Linked DNA regions of Gossypium arboreum: region 2 is linked to region 1. A link is a contact called in public Hi-C data. All regions are on one chromosome and are shown on one strand. The core of a region is the stretch at or near the end of the contact, and the rest is flanking DNA. Distances in the headings are between cores, read along the strand shown. Region 1 holds the start of LOC108456759 (subtilisin-like protease SBT1.3). Region 2 holds the start of LOC108452293 (protein PSK SIMULATOR 3-like).

Evidence for each region. A called contact is a pair of places that touch in the nucleus more often than the background predicts.
Region 2: a contact with region 1 is called in a Hi-C map of leaf, with 2.4 times the contacts expected there. The contact joins the promoter of LOC108452293 here to the promoter of LOC108456759 in region 1. A contact is called at or near these places in 2 of 5 Hi-C or Micro-C datasets (both in leaf).

The regions. Positions count from the first base shown.
Region 1 is chr9:40,020,655-40,027,508 of ASM2569848v2, forward strand. It overlaps LOC108456759 (subtilisin-like protease SBT1.3), which reads right to left and starts at 5,407. Exons shown (of 1, transcript XM_017755412.2): 1 at 1,892-5,407. The coding sequence starts at 4,280. The coding sequence ends at 1,944.
Region 2 is chr9:40,788,920-40,795,174 of ASM2569848v2, forward strand. It overlaps LOC108452293 (protein PSK SIMULATOR 3-like), which reads right to left and starts at 3,731. Exons shown (of 1, transcript XM_017750070.2): 1 at 1,976-3,731. The coding sequence starts at 3,556. The coding sequence ends at 2,204.

The DNA.
Region 1 (6,854 bases), core at 4,157-6,656:
ACGCTCGTGGTAATTCATGGTTCGAGAATAATGGAGAAGGTTATTTGATAGAAAGTCGAGATAGACTTTAGACCATCTCGTACAAAGTACAAGTAATTTTCAATTAAGCTTATTTTTATAAATAACACAACAGCTCAATTTCAAAGAAAATTTTTTAAACTTCCACTGTGCCTATTGACATTGCTTTCTAGTCTCAAACAATGATGTGTTTCTTCTAAGACCCGATCTCTACTTTCTTAGAAAGGTTTTCTACCTACACATTTAAACCACTAATGCATAATGCATTAAGCTCAAAGAGTTTAGTAACTACGCTAGGACATCCAATTTATCATTCTTACAGTTTGTGTCAAGTCTTTTTACAAATTAAAAGCTTCGCTTTGACTAAACCACTGACAAGTTACCAATTTTTTAGCTCATTGTTTGTACCATGCTCATTTTCCACTAGCCTACATGGCTTCCTTTATTTCAAAACCTATCAATATAAAACTTATGTTCATTTCACTTGTTTGAAATATAGCTCTTTAATGTTAAAATTCTTATTTCACTAATTCAAAATATTAATGAAATTGATGTTTACACTTAGGTCCACTCTTATTTAATTATTCATTTTTAAATCATGTCAATTTATTCGTGTCCATTTCGACACTTACTATAATTGTAAGTTCAATTATCATTACTCATGAACACTTACCATGTCACTTTTGTTTCAATTTTAACAAGACATGTTTATTAATAATTCTTATTAGTCAAATTTTAAAACATTTCACCCTTAATAAATCTTAGCAAAATATACTTGGATACTCAAGATTCCAACTGAACACCCTAACATATATTGCTCTAAAGGCAAAACCATAAACACCTTGAAAAAAGATCCAAAATGCACTTATGTGCTATGCCATAAGGTATATAACCTTGCCTTAACACTAAATGTCATCTTCAATACTAATGCACATATTAATCTTTATGACTTAGCAATTTTATCCTAACTATTTCACCAAATTTATTAGGGCACTTTAATATTTAATCACTTTGAGCAATAAATAATAGTTTGTGCATTTGTGGTATATATATATATATATATATATATATATAAAGAATCACTTTTAAGTGCTTATTGAGCTATTTCATTAACATTTCATAAGTATTCATCTTCGTTTATCAATGAACAACACAATTACATACACTTGTAAGGAAAAAGAAATCACTTTTTAGTTATATATGTAATAGTCACACTAATATCACTTGGGTGAACTATGCCACCAATTACCCACGAATGCGCCCTGAAATATAGAATACCATTGCCCGCTTTGTTTGTGCTTGGGTATACATATAGATACAATTGGATTTGTTCAATGGGTTGGACTTTTAGTTTTGTATGGGTTTAAATTAATTGAATTGGGCTACCAATATGTATTCGGTTTAAACTTAGGGTTATATTAATGTTTGCTTGTTTGGTTTGAGAAATTAAAGTGACAACCGATCAAGTAAGTTTATTTAAATCGAACTTTCGTTTTTATAAAAGTGGAACTCTCTCTCTATATATAAATTAAAGTGACAACTGATAACTGATGCATATGGATACCGAATCTTCAGTGCTAACTCATTGGTTGTGCATTGTGATGCTACGAACAGATGAAAAGCAATTACACTTACTGTCTCATAGTATATAAATGCTTAACCACATCTATAAAAGTAGATACTTTTCTCTGTTTATTTACGCTGGCTTGGTATTCCGAAATGGTTGAAATGGTTTTTTCTGTTAACGAAGGAGACTGAAATGGTTAATAACATACAGCAATTGGTTTTTAATTGCTCTTATATCATGTGAAGGCTACAAAATTGTTGAAAAAACCAGAAAGAAATGCAGATAAAATTAAAGATCCCCTTGACCTTATATAAAAACATAATGTTTATTTGGAATCATAGGTGACTGAAAATCTAGTTTAAAATGGTGGTAACCATGTGATAGCAATGGGGCTTCTTACTTTGTGCACTCCGTCCTTCCACACCAGCCCTCCAAACTCAGGCATTGTTTGTGGGGATTTTCTTGTGAAACTGATCTTGTAAGACAGTTTCTGGTTTCTTCTAGTGAAATTTAGAGTTTTGGGCTCAACTTTAATGGTGACGCCTTTAAATGGTGAAACTACAACATGGTAATGTGAAGCAGGAGGACCAACATTTGTGACTGTTCTATGGAGAGTCAAAGTTGAAATGGCTGTATCTTCTGGGAAGACAACTGAGATTGCTGGGTAGTTCAAATCTCCTGGAGTGGCAAGGGTGTTGTGATGGCAAGACATATTGGAATGCTTGCTAAAAGCTTTTAGCTGCATTGCAGTCAATTTCTGTGTGCAGAGGAATACAAAGTAATCCTGGGCTGAAATGTCATAGATCAAACCTGGGTCTAGAGCTTTCAAAGGGTTGATATGACCAGCTCCATGATCATAGGGAGTGGAAGCTGCTGCAGTGGAAGAGTCTTGGAGTGGATTATGGATGTTATCATGAACATAAGCGGTTGTCATTAGAGCAGATTTAACTGCTGCGGCACTCCAATCTGGGTGTCTGGCCTTGATCAAGGCAGCAATTCCACTAACATGAGGGCATGACATTGAAGTCCCTGATAATATGTTGAATCTCACTCTCCTATGATCTGTTGGAAGACTTGACGGACCCAATTCTCCAGTCCAGGCTGCAAGGATGTTCACCCCTGGCGCAACCACATCAGGTTTGAGAATTTCAAGTGTGAGGAAATTTGGTCCTCTAGATGAAAATGCTGCCACCACTGGTGATGGCCTAACACCCAATCTGGTACCTACAAAGGCTAGAGTTGCGGTTGGTTTCCCATTTGTTAAAGCATAATGTTTGATTGCTTTCCCTTCCATCTCTCCCACTGCAACTGCTGGAAGTAGGTGACAATCTGCAACAAGCTCCTCCCCATTTGCTGCAGTGTTTGTCAAAATCATTCCTACTCCTCCAGCATCTTTCACTACTTGACCCTTTTGCACTCTAGGACTTATTCCTCGATCACATATCACAATTTTCCCAGAAACAACATGTGGATCCAAAGTTCCCTCTAAGCATAATGAACTTGGATTAGGGCTGCTTGAGTTACTACCCATATAAACAAGAGGGTATTGCTTGTTTGCCTGCAGTAACCTTCGCCCTTTGTAGAGTGAAACTCCAGGTATGGTTCTCCCACTCCCTAGCTTAACATTACCTGGAAAATCTCTATCCATGGTGCTAGCACCGACTGTAGTGATCCATGGTGATACATTAGTGAGGCTGACAGGATCTGGTCCTCCATTGCCAGCTGAGCAAGAGACAAAAACACCCATCTCCATTGCTCCAAAAGTTGCTATCGCCAAACTGTCGTGAGAGTAAGATGAAGCTCCACCACCCAAAGATATCGACAACACATTCACTCCATCACCCACCGCTCTATCAACCGCTGACAGAATATCCGAGCTGAAGCATCCACCAGTCCAGCAAACCTTGTAGGCTGCAATTCTTGCACCAGGAGCCATTCCTCTAGCTGTTCCATAGGCATAACCAAGAAGATTTGCACCTCGTACCGGAGAGCCAGCAACAGTGGCTGCTGTGTGAGTACCATGTCCATCTTGATCTCGAGGTGATTTATATTCGTTTTTCTCATTGATTTTCCCAGTGGCAGCTTCATATCCCCGGTAGAATACTCTTGCACCCACAATTTTCCTGTTGCAGTGATGCTTTTTAAAGCCTCGTCCAGTTTCACATGTTCCTTTCCAGTGAGGAGGAACGGGTGTCATCCCTGTATCATTAAAGCTAGCACTTTCCGGCCAAATTCCAGTGTCAAGTACCCCAACTATGACGTCATGATCCGCAAGTTTTTGAGACCAGATGCTAGTACTTTCTTCTGGTTCTAATCCAAGGAACATAGGACTCCTTGTGGTGTGTAATTCATACTTGGTCTCTGGAAGTATAGCAACTACACCATCTTCTTGTTTTAGCCTCTCAGCTTCTTCTTCAGTTAACTGAGCGGCAACACCATGAAAAGCATTTTGGTAGCTATAGATGATCCTATTTTCACCATCTCCTTCACCTTCACTCTGGGTATCGGACATTACCGACTTTAATTTCGATGAGTACCATTCCAGAGGACTGGAGAATGATGCTGGCATTCCAGACTTGTGCATTTGGACGATGTAGGTCTTCTTTATTAATGAGTTGCTTTCCGACAGGACGAAAGCGAAACACAGGCAGCTAGCTAGAATGAGAAACAGCCATTTTACTGGGTTTTCAGCCATATCCAAGCACAAGCTTTTTGGGGGGTGCTACAGAAAAATGGGAAGGTGAGTGGAGGTGGTGATGTCCTTGAGAGACTACAAATATCCCAGAAACCTGTACTGTCTTGTTAAGCTGGTAATTAAGTTGGTTGGTGCTTCTTGAATGCTTGGTAGGTGGAGTTAAAAACTGGTCTTTTGGGGGTGCAGTGGTAAAAAGTTTAAAAGTTTATCTTGTTTGCGGAGAAACTAGCTGTTTTTCATGCTGTTGTTAATGGCTTCTTCCTATGGTTACCTAAAACATAATAATAAATAATGAAAGCTCACACAAGCAACGAGTGATCCTTCAACTTGTCCGCTTTTCATTAGATGAAATCAGAGGTGAGAAAAGGCATGAAGACTTTTAAGCGTGGTTGGATGAGACTGAATTAATGGTCTTTTAACATTATACACAATTTCTTTTAATGCTGTGCCGTTGGTGCTTTCCGTATGCCAAGTTTCGGGTCCCCCACGATCACATGATGCATGTAAAGCATCTGTGGCGTTGTCAGAGTAAGAAAGAATGGGTTATTACGTTCGTCTTTCTCATTTTAAAAATGCCCAAAATTTCCTTTTTGGTTTCCCCGTCATCTTCCAAAATCTTTAGTTTTTTCTTTCTTTTTGGTTGATATTCAAAAGAAAATGCACTCGAGCTTTTTCATATTGAGAAACCAATAATTATTTTAGTAATTAAGAATTGGTGATGGTATAACTAACGGTGACGAATGTTGCAGTGCAAATTCAAATAATGGTGATGATATTGCGAACGGGGATATTTATAATGGTATGGCATAGTGTATAATTGAAATTTTTGTCTTGGATTTGATATTTTCCTCAAATCGAGGCAGCAATAGTTAAAGTTGCCCGTTACTATGTCTATCTATACCTCGAAATCATTCCTACCCTGTGAGAGGGGTTGACTGTGTTTTTCTTTGGGCTAAATTGTGGTGATCCAATTCATCAATTTTCATTTTTCTATTTTTTAAATTTGATTGGTAGAGAAAAGTTGTAATAAAGTACTCATATAATATCAAAAAAAAATTATTAGTTAAATAAGTAGTTTTTTATTTTATTTTAAGTAAATATACTAATTTTTAGAAAGAGTGTGAAAACACTTCCATTGGACGTATTTTTGTATAGGTAATGGAAAAATGCATCTACCTAAACGTGCTATCTATTTAAATTGTATTTTTTTATTTTTTAATATAATTACTATCTTTAGTTAGATGATTAAATATTAATAGTTTTGTTCTTGAAGTCTTGGGTTTGATTCTTTTATATTCACATTTATATTTTTTATTTTAAGTTGTTTTAATATTTTATTATTTATAATTAATATTTTTAACATATTAGCTTCCTTGATTAAATGATTAAATAATAATAGTTTTATCATTAAGTCCCAAGTTCAATTCCTCCTCTTCTAAACACATTTGTAATTTTTACTTCATATTTTTAATTTTAATTAATAAATATTTTGTTTTCAATTTTTATTTTTAATTAATCTTTTAATTAATTTCTCTTTTATTCATAAAATCAAATGATAAATATATGATTATATAATAAAATATATATTTTACATATATCATTATGTTAAAGATATTTGAAATTAATAACTCATTTATATATAATATAAATATCAGCTAATTTTTTTATATATTTTTCTTTATAATATTTGTATGTCAACTATTTATTTTCTCTACATATATTATGGGTTTGGTGATTTCTAATATTATAAGATGAAAAATTATTTCACATATAACTATGTGAAATATTTTAAATACACATAAAAATTATATAATACTAAAATTTACTACACTTATGATATGGATTAAAATAAATATTACACATATCAAAATTATATTTACTAAAAATAATAATATTTGTAATAATTATTTGATTTTATAAACAAAAGAGATATTAATTAGAAAGATGAATTAAAAATTGAAAAAATATATTTATTAATTAAAAATAAAAAAGCTTGAAATAAAAATTAAAAATGTGTTTAGAAGAGGAGGAATTGAACCTGTGACTCAAGGATAAAATCATTATTTTTAACCAAGGAAGTTGATATGTTAAAAACATTAATTAAAAATTAAAAATTAAAAAAATCTTAAAATAACATGAAATAAAAAATACAAATGTGATTGGGAGAGGAATCAAACCAAGACCCGAGGACAAAACCATTAACTTTTAACCTTTTGACCATATATACTAATTATATTTGTAACATCCTGATTTTGGGCTTAGTCGGAACAATGGTTTCGGGACCACAAATCCGATGAGGAAAATTTTATTTTTATTATATTTTTATGGTCTACGAATTCAAGAAATGATTCCGTGAAAATTAAGTTCGACGTTTGGGAACTCAATTTAGTAAAAATGACTAAATTGTAAAAAGTTCAAAAGTTGAGTTCTACATGTTAGAGGTATCAAATTGTTATGAAATTTTAAATGGGAGGTCCTTAAATGATAATTAAATAATTGTATAACTTGTTGGAAAAAAATAACCTTGATTGGGTAAAATTTGAAAGAATAGTAAAAAGGGCATTTTGGTTATTT
Region 2 (6,255 bases), core at 2,481-4,980, 770 kb after region 1:
GAAGGCTAGAAGTCTTTCAGTTTCTAAGCACAAATTCGACTCAGTTAATTCCCTGCATAGTTCAAGATAGGCTCGTGGCGGGCTTTGGCAAAGATGGCGTTGTGGAAATATGAGTCAAGATGGAGATTTGTTAAATATGACTCCTATTTTGAGTCAAATTTGAAAAATAATCTTTCAGTTAAATTCTGTTTACTTGTTTCAATCAAACACTGATTAGTTTAGACTATTTTTTTATTATTTGACCTATAAATTTAGCCTATAAATAGGCTCTTTTACAACCTTAAAAAATACACCCATTAGAGATTAGAACTCATAACACATTTAGAGAATTTTGTGTTTACGTTTTGAGGGTTCTTTGTTTTCGGGTTTTCGGGTTTTCGGGATTTAGTCTTAATCTCCATCTTTTGTACTCTTCGTTCTTTTGCCATTATAGTAAAATTATCTTTGCATGTGGTTTTTTTCCTCATTGGAGGGGTTTTTCCAAGTTAAATTTGTGTGTTCAATTTATCAATTTATTCCACTATTTTCTTGTTCGTTACTTAATTGAGTCGATTTCTAACAATTGGTACCAATCATATACCGCCCAAAATATCACATACTGATAACTTTTTCTAATTAATATCTTGGTAATCGATTATGCATAGCATATTTTACTTTCAAAGCATATATTAAACAAATTTAATTAATATACATCAATTACGTGTAGATTATTTATATAAATGAATAGTATTTTATATTAATAAATTCTATTAGCATCTTTATGCTTCCTTGATCGATGACATTGCTCTCCCATTACCTCTATATACAAGTTTATGGTAGTAAAATTATTGTGAAAGTTTTGTATTAAGAATTAAATTATATTTTATTTATTTTACTTAATAAATAGATAAATTAATTTTTATCGTTAAATAAAAATACTTTGATCATTTTTAAAAAATTTATCATTTTATACTATTAAAACGACATAACTAACAGAATAACTAAATAGTCACATATGACATGCAACGTGTACTTCTTGTTAATGTATAGGGAGCCGGTTTTAATTGTAAAAATAGATAAAAAAATTTAATAAAAAGACTAGTTTTCTTTTTAATGTAACGTATAAGGATTGATTTACTCATTTTTTAATATAAAAATTAAAATATAATTCAACTTTTAGTATAAATACCTCTGCCATTCTTTTACCACTTTTATCTACTATGCTAAGCTTGATGTTGTTAACTTATTCCTTCCCCTTCTGCCTTAAAAGACAATTTAGCTTGTACTCCTACACAGAACCAAGAAATTTATATTGCTGTACATTAAGATTTTAATTGGTTTTACTAACGTTTATATCATCCTCTCACTTAATAAATCACAACAAGCAGATATTCCATGACATATATATATATTTAAAAATATATGTATGTATTTTACTAAGCGGGGTCCATGAACCTCAATTGGAAAAATTGAACTACGGACAGCTAGCCTGCTCGGCCGCTCCTATCGGCGAACAACTATTTTAAAAACCATTTCATAAAATCAAGTAATCAAACCTTTAAATTATGAGCTAATGAATCTGGATCCACTGGTGTGATTCTAATAACCCAAAAAATCAAAGTAACACAATAAAAGGATATTTTCACATGATTATATATAATAATGGTAAAAGTATAATGTATTATGCTATATTAGAAGTTGGGATTGTATTTTGGTTTTATGCTAAAAAAAATTTAGTCATTATATGTTAGATAAAGAGTAAATTGATCCTCCTATTAAAAATTTTATTTATTTTTATATTAGAAAATTGGTCTTTGTACATCAAAATATGGTATACTGTGACATACTATATATCACTGTCTAATTATTCTGTTAATTACACTATCTTTTAAAACTACAAAGGAATGAAATTTTTAAAAGAAATGAACATTTTATTTTTTGATCTAATATTGAGGACTAATATATCAATTTTTAGAGTAAAGAAAGCGAAAATCAATTTGGATTCCCAATACAAATGCTTCACCTTATTGCCATGAATATGCATGAAATTTCAAGTCCATCCAATATTTGAGATTCTACTCGGTTCATATCGTTTACATACATCTATGCTATACCATATACAAATAAGGGATTAGAATTGAAGACAAAACCTTTAAAGATCTGAAACTCAGTTCAATCTAAACAAAAAAACATGATAGTAGTATAGAAGTTGCAGAAAACAAAATTAAATGTCATTAAAGTTCGTGCAGTGGAAAAAGGCTTTTGCAGTCATTTCCCTTTCGAATCTCCAAATATAATTCAACCCCACAAGCAGCTCGGTGATAGCTGCTTCGGTCTTTTCTTTATTCGCAAAGAAAAGAGTTCGGAAAAGAAGAATAACATTTGTTTTGGGCAACAAATTCTGGTGCTCAAAGCTCCTTTCACTTTGCCATTTGATCGTGTTGTGTGCCAATGGCGATAACCAACCCAATATGCTTCTCACAGCTGTTCTCCATTCTCCAGCAAGGACTGGATCACTCGCTGATGACAACCCTATTCCTTTTAATCTACCCCTTAAACACGAACTAATACTGCTAGGAAGCATGGAATAAAGATCGTCTCTTGCATCAATGCCTACTAATTGTGGTGACTTGATCATCTTCTCCATAATGATAATCAAATTCGCATAGTGTAGAGCTAAAGCCGCCGCCCCTAACGTACTTGATGGAGGCTTTAAAAGCTTCGAGTTCGACTCGAAAAAACTTACCGGCTTCGAAGAAGTCTTCAATGGACCTGATACAAAGTGAAAAGTGTCGGGGTTTTGAGTTGGATGGACAGTCGCAGAAGCTGAGAGACTTCGTGGTAAACAAGAAGGATACCCAAACTCAAACCCGAAAAAAACAAGCTTCAACCTTGCTAAAATAGTGAAAATCGATCTCACAAGTATGGAAACAACCATGTCAAAGCTTTTGTTCCATAAACATCTCTCTTTCAAATACTTAACTTCTTGTCTTTGCCAAAAAAGCTTTGTTTGCAGATCAACAATCTTTTGTTCTTTGATTGAAGATGGTTTATATTCTTTACACTTTCTCAAGCAGTTCTCAATTGTAGATAACTCCTCCATTTCTTTATACAAAGTTGCCGTAATGGTGACGTACTTGTCCATCTTCTTTCTTTTAGCTTCCATATCTTTAGAACTCAGAACCCAGCCATATCTATCATGACCCGAGTTAGCGAACTCATCGAACCACCCATCGAAACCTTGAAGATCCGAGTCTTGGCACCTTTTGCTTATCCTGGAAATGGATTTTGCTACTACCCTTATAATTTCAGCCATTTCAGCACACGCCAACCCTAACAGGAAAGACTCATCGTTAGAAACAATCTTGTGGACTCCTTCGAGAGATAAAGATTCATCACGAAGACGAATTATAGTCGTATCTGAAAGACAATTCCAGAGCTGTAGAAGCTTTGACATAAGTCCAGCGATTTCAAAGGATAAAACCCCAACGTTGGCTTTATGATTTGAAGATCTTGCAGTATCAAGGGTGTTGGATATGGTTTTTTTGAGTTTTATGAGCCATGTTTCAAGAGCCATGAGGCAAAGAAGAAAGGAATGGATCCACTGAAACAAATGGAATGCAAAGAGAAATAATTGAAGAGTGGAAGTTTGCAGAGATAAAAGAGATAGTGAATGAAATGGGAGGAGTTGAAAATTTTTGCAGATTTGAAGCTCGTGGGATGTTGATTGAGCCCATTATAGAAATAGCAACTCCATTATAAATTGTTCCATTTTTCAAAATTAAATAAACAAAGGAAACTACAATTTTTTTGCCCAATTATAAAAGCTATAAAATAACTTTTAATTATTTATTTTTTCTTTAATCACCAGTCAATTGTTAAAAAATGAAACTTTAAAAATAAAAGATAATTTGAGTGATAAAAAATAAAATTAAATAGTTAAATAATTTTTATGATTAAATGACCACAAAACAAACAAAACTATAATTGAGTAACTAATATGATATACCTATAAATAAATAAAAATAAAAGAGAGCTTGGAGAAGAGTTCCATTTCAAATAGATGCAGAGCAGCGCGTGATCGATGGAGTAACCGGATTGTTTATTTGTCTTTTTTGGATTTGAAAAACAATGACTTTAAAAGCGAGTGGGGCATATTTAATGGTTTCAATATTTGTAATACAAAGGGGAAAAAATATTTTGTGGTTTTCTTTTTCTTTTGATTCATTTAATCAAATAAAATGATCTAAAGTTAGATGTTATTAAAATTGATGACTCAATGAGTTGGACTGATATGAATTATTGTAAATCGATAAAATTGATAATAACAATTTAATCAATTCAGTTAATTATGATTTTTTTGTATTTTTGTTATTTTTATAAATTTATTTATTTTTATCTGATTAATATTAAATTGATGGTACAACACATTAAACCGAAAATTAATGAATTAATGGGTTCAACTATAATTTTCAGTTAGACCACCACTCTAAACTCTTATAACAGTGACAATATCTGATCATTTCACTTGTGTTTGGTAAAAGAAACTTTACTTCCTTTTCTGGTCTGTTTTTTTCTACAATGACGAAAGTCCATATTTATCCTCTTCATATTTTGATTGATATTCAGGATACGTTTGATTCACTATAATAGAATAGAATTGTAATTGAATAGAACTGTAATAAAATAGAGTTGTAATCAGTAATTCAACTGTTTAGTTGAATGGAATGAAATAGAGCTGTAATAGTATTCTTGTGTTTGGTTGAATGGTATGATGTTGTAATAGCATAAGGAAAAAAACTAAAATGACCATAATACCCTTAGCGGAATTTTTTTAGGCAGATGATTATTGTTATTATTATTAATTTTAATAAGATTATTATTGAAAATAATTTAATAAAATAATAAATAATTTAACCATATTTTAACATAATTATTATTAAATATAATTTAATAAAAATATAAATTAATAACATTCTTAATATAATTATTATATGAATTAAAAAATTAAAATATATAATACTATAAAAATATATATAATCTACTTTATTATTTTTAAACGCAATACATATTTAATGTGCTAAAACATCATTAGTGAAATAAATAATTTAATTATTCTACAATAAAAATAAAATATTGAAGTAATAAATAACTTGAGAATTATATTTCACATCCAAGCATAATATTCATATATTAACAAAAAGTTACATGATTTCATTAGTTTATATGTCATAATCCATATGTTTTAAAATTTTATAACATCAAAAGTTGCAACATTGTAATGACATCCTATCATGTCATTATACCATCCAAATATTACAAACACAAAAAGTTACCAAAATATCATCAATACAACCATGATTTTTAATGGACAGCAAGAAATCTTCTGACCTATTCCAATCGCACAGTAGAAGGTAAACTAAAGAAAATGAGCATTTGTGTTGGATGATCTGGAATTTTGTTCAATGCTCGATAATGCTCATCCTCAGTTAAACCTTCTACTTCACGTAATGTTGGATATAATTTCAGTGCACTTTTTTTGAATGGTCATTTCTGACTTTTGTTGAATTAGCACTTCAAAGGCAATATACTTACAGATTTCAAGGCCAACGGTCTATATATTTTCCGCCAATAAAGTGGCAGCATCATTAAATGAAGTAGAATAATCACTTGCATCAGAAATCCTTTTTATCTTCTTTGAAAATGTGGAATCACCTTGGTTTTTAGCTAGTTGCGGTTGTGTAGCTGAAAGATCCATGTCATCCAAAGAGACATCATTTTCGCATCAATGGAAATCGTTTCTTTCTTCATGAGTATTTGTAGTAGCCACATCCTCAACATCTATTTCTTCAATAATATCAGCGGCTGTTTGAGCATCTTTTCTAGTGGCTCGATCTTTTGCGTAGATGGCAGTAAGTTGGTCATAATAAGGGAAACTCTGATGTTTGAATTGAGCAGCTTCTTTATGACTCTATAAAAATGAGGAATTCATATTAGATATAAGTTTGGTCAAAATAAGATAATAAAGAATTGAAATAATTCTTACATTTATATATGAGTTCCACACCGCATCTTCAACAACAACAAGCTACCTATGCTCATCCCAACCAAAGCCGTTATTGTTTTTTTCACTAAGCATGTCATAAACGATTGACCAATACCTTTTCAATGTCCTAATCCTCGATTCAAGATTAGGTTTAGCCTTCAACATGGCATGGGGTAAAACTTTTTCTAACATTTTTTCCAACTCATTTAAATAACCAGCTTTGAATCCCG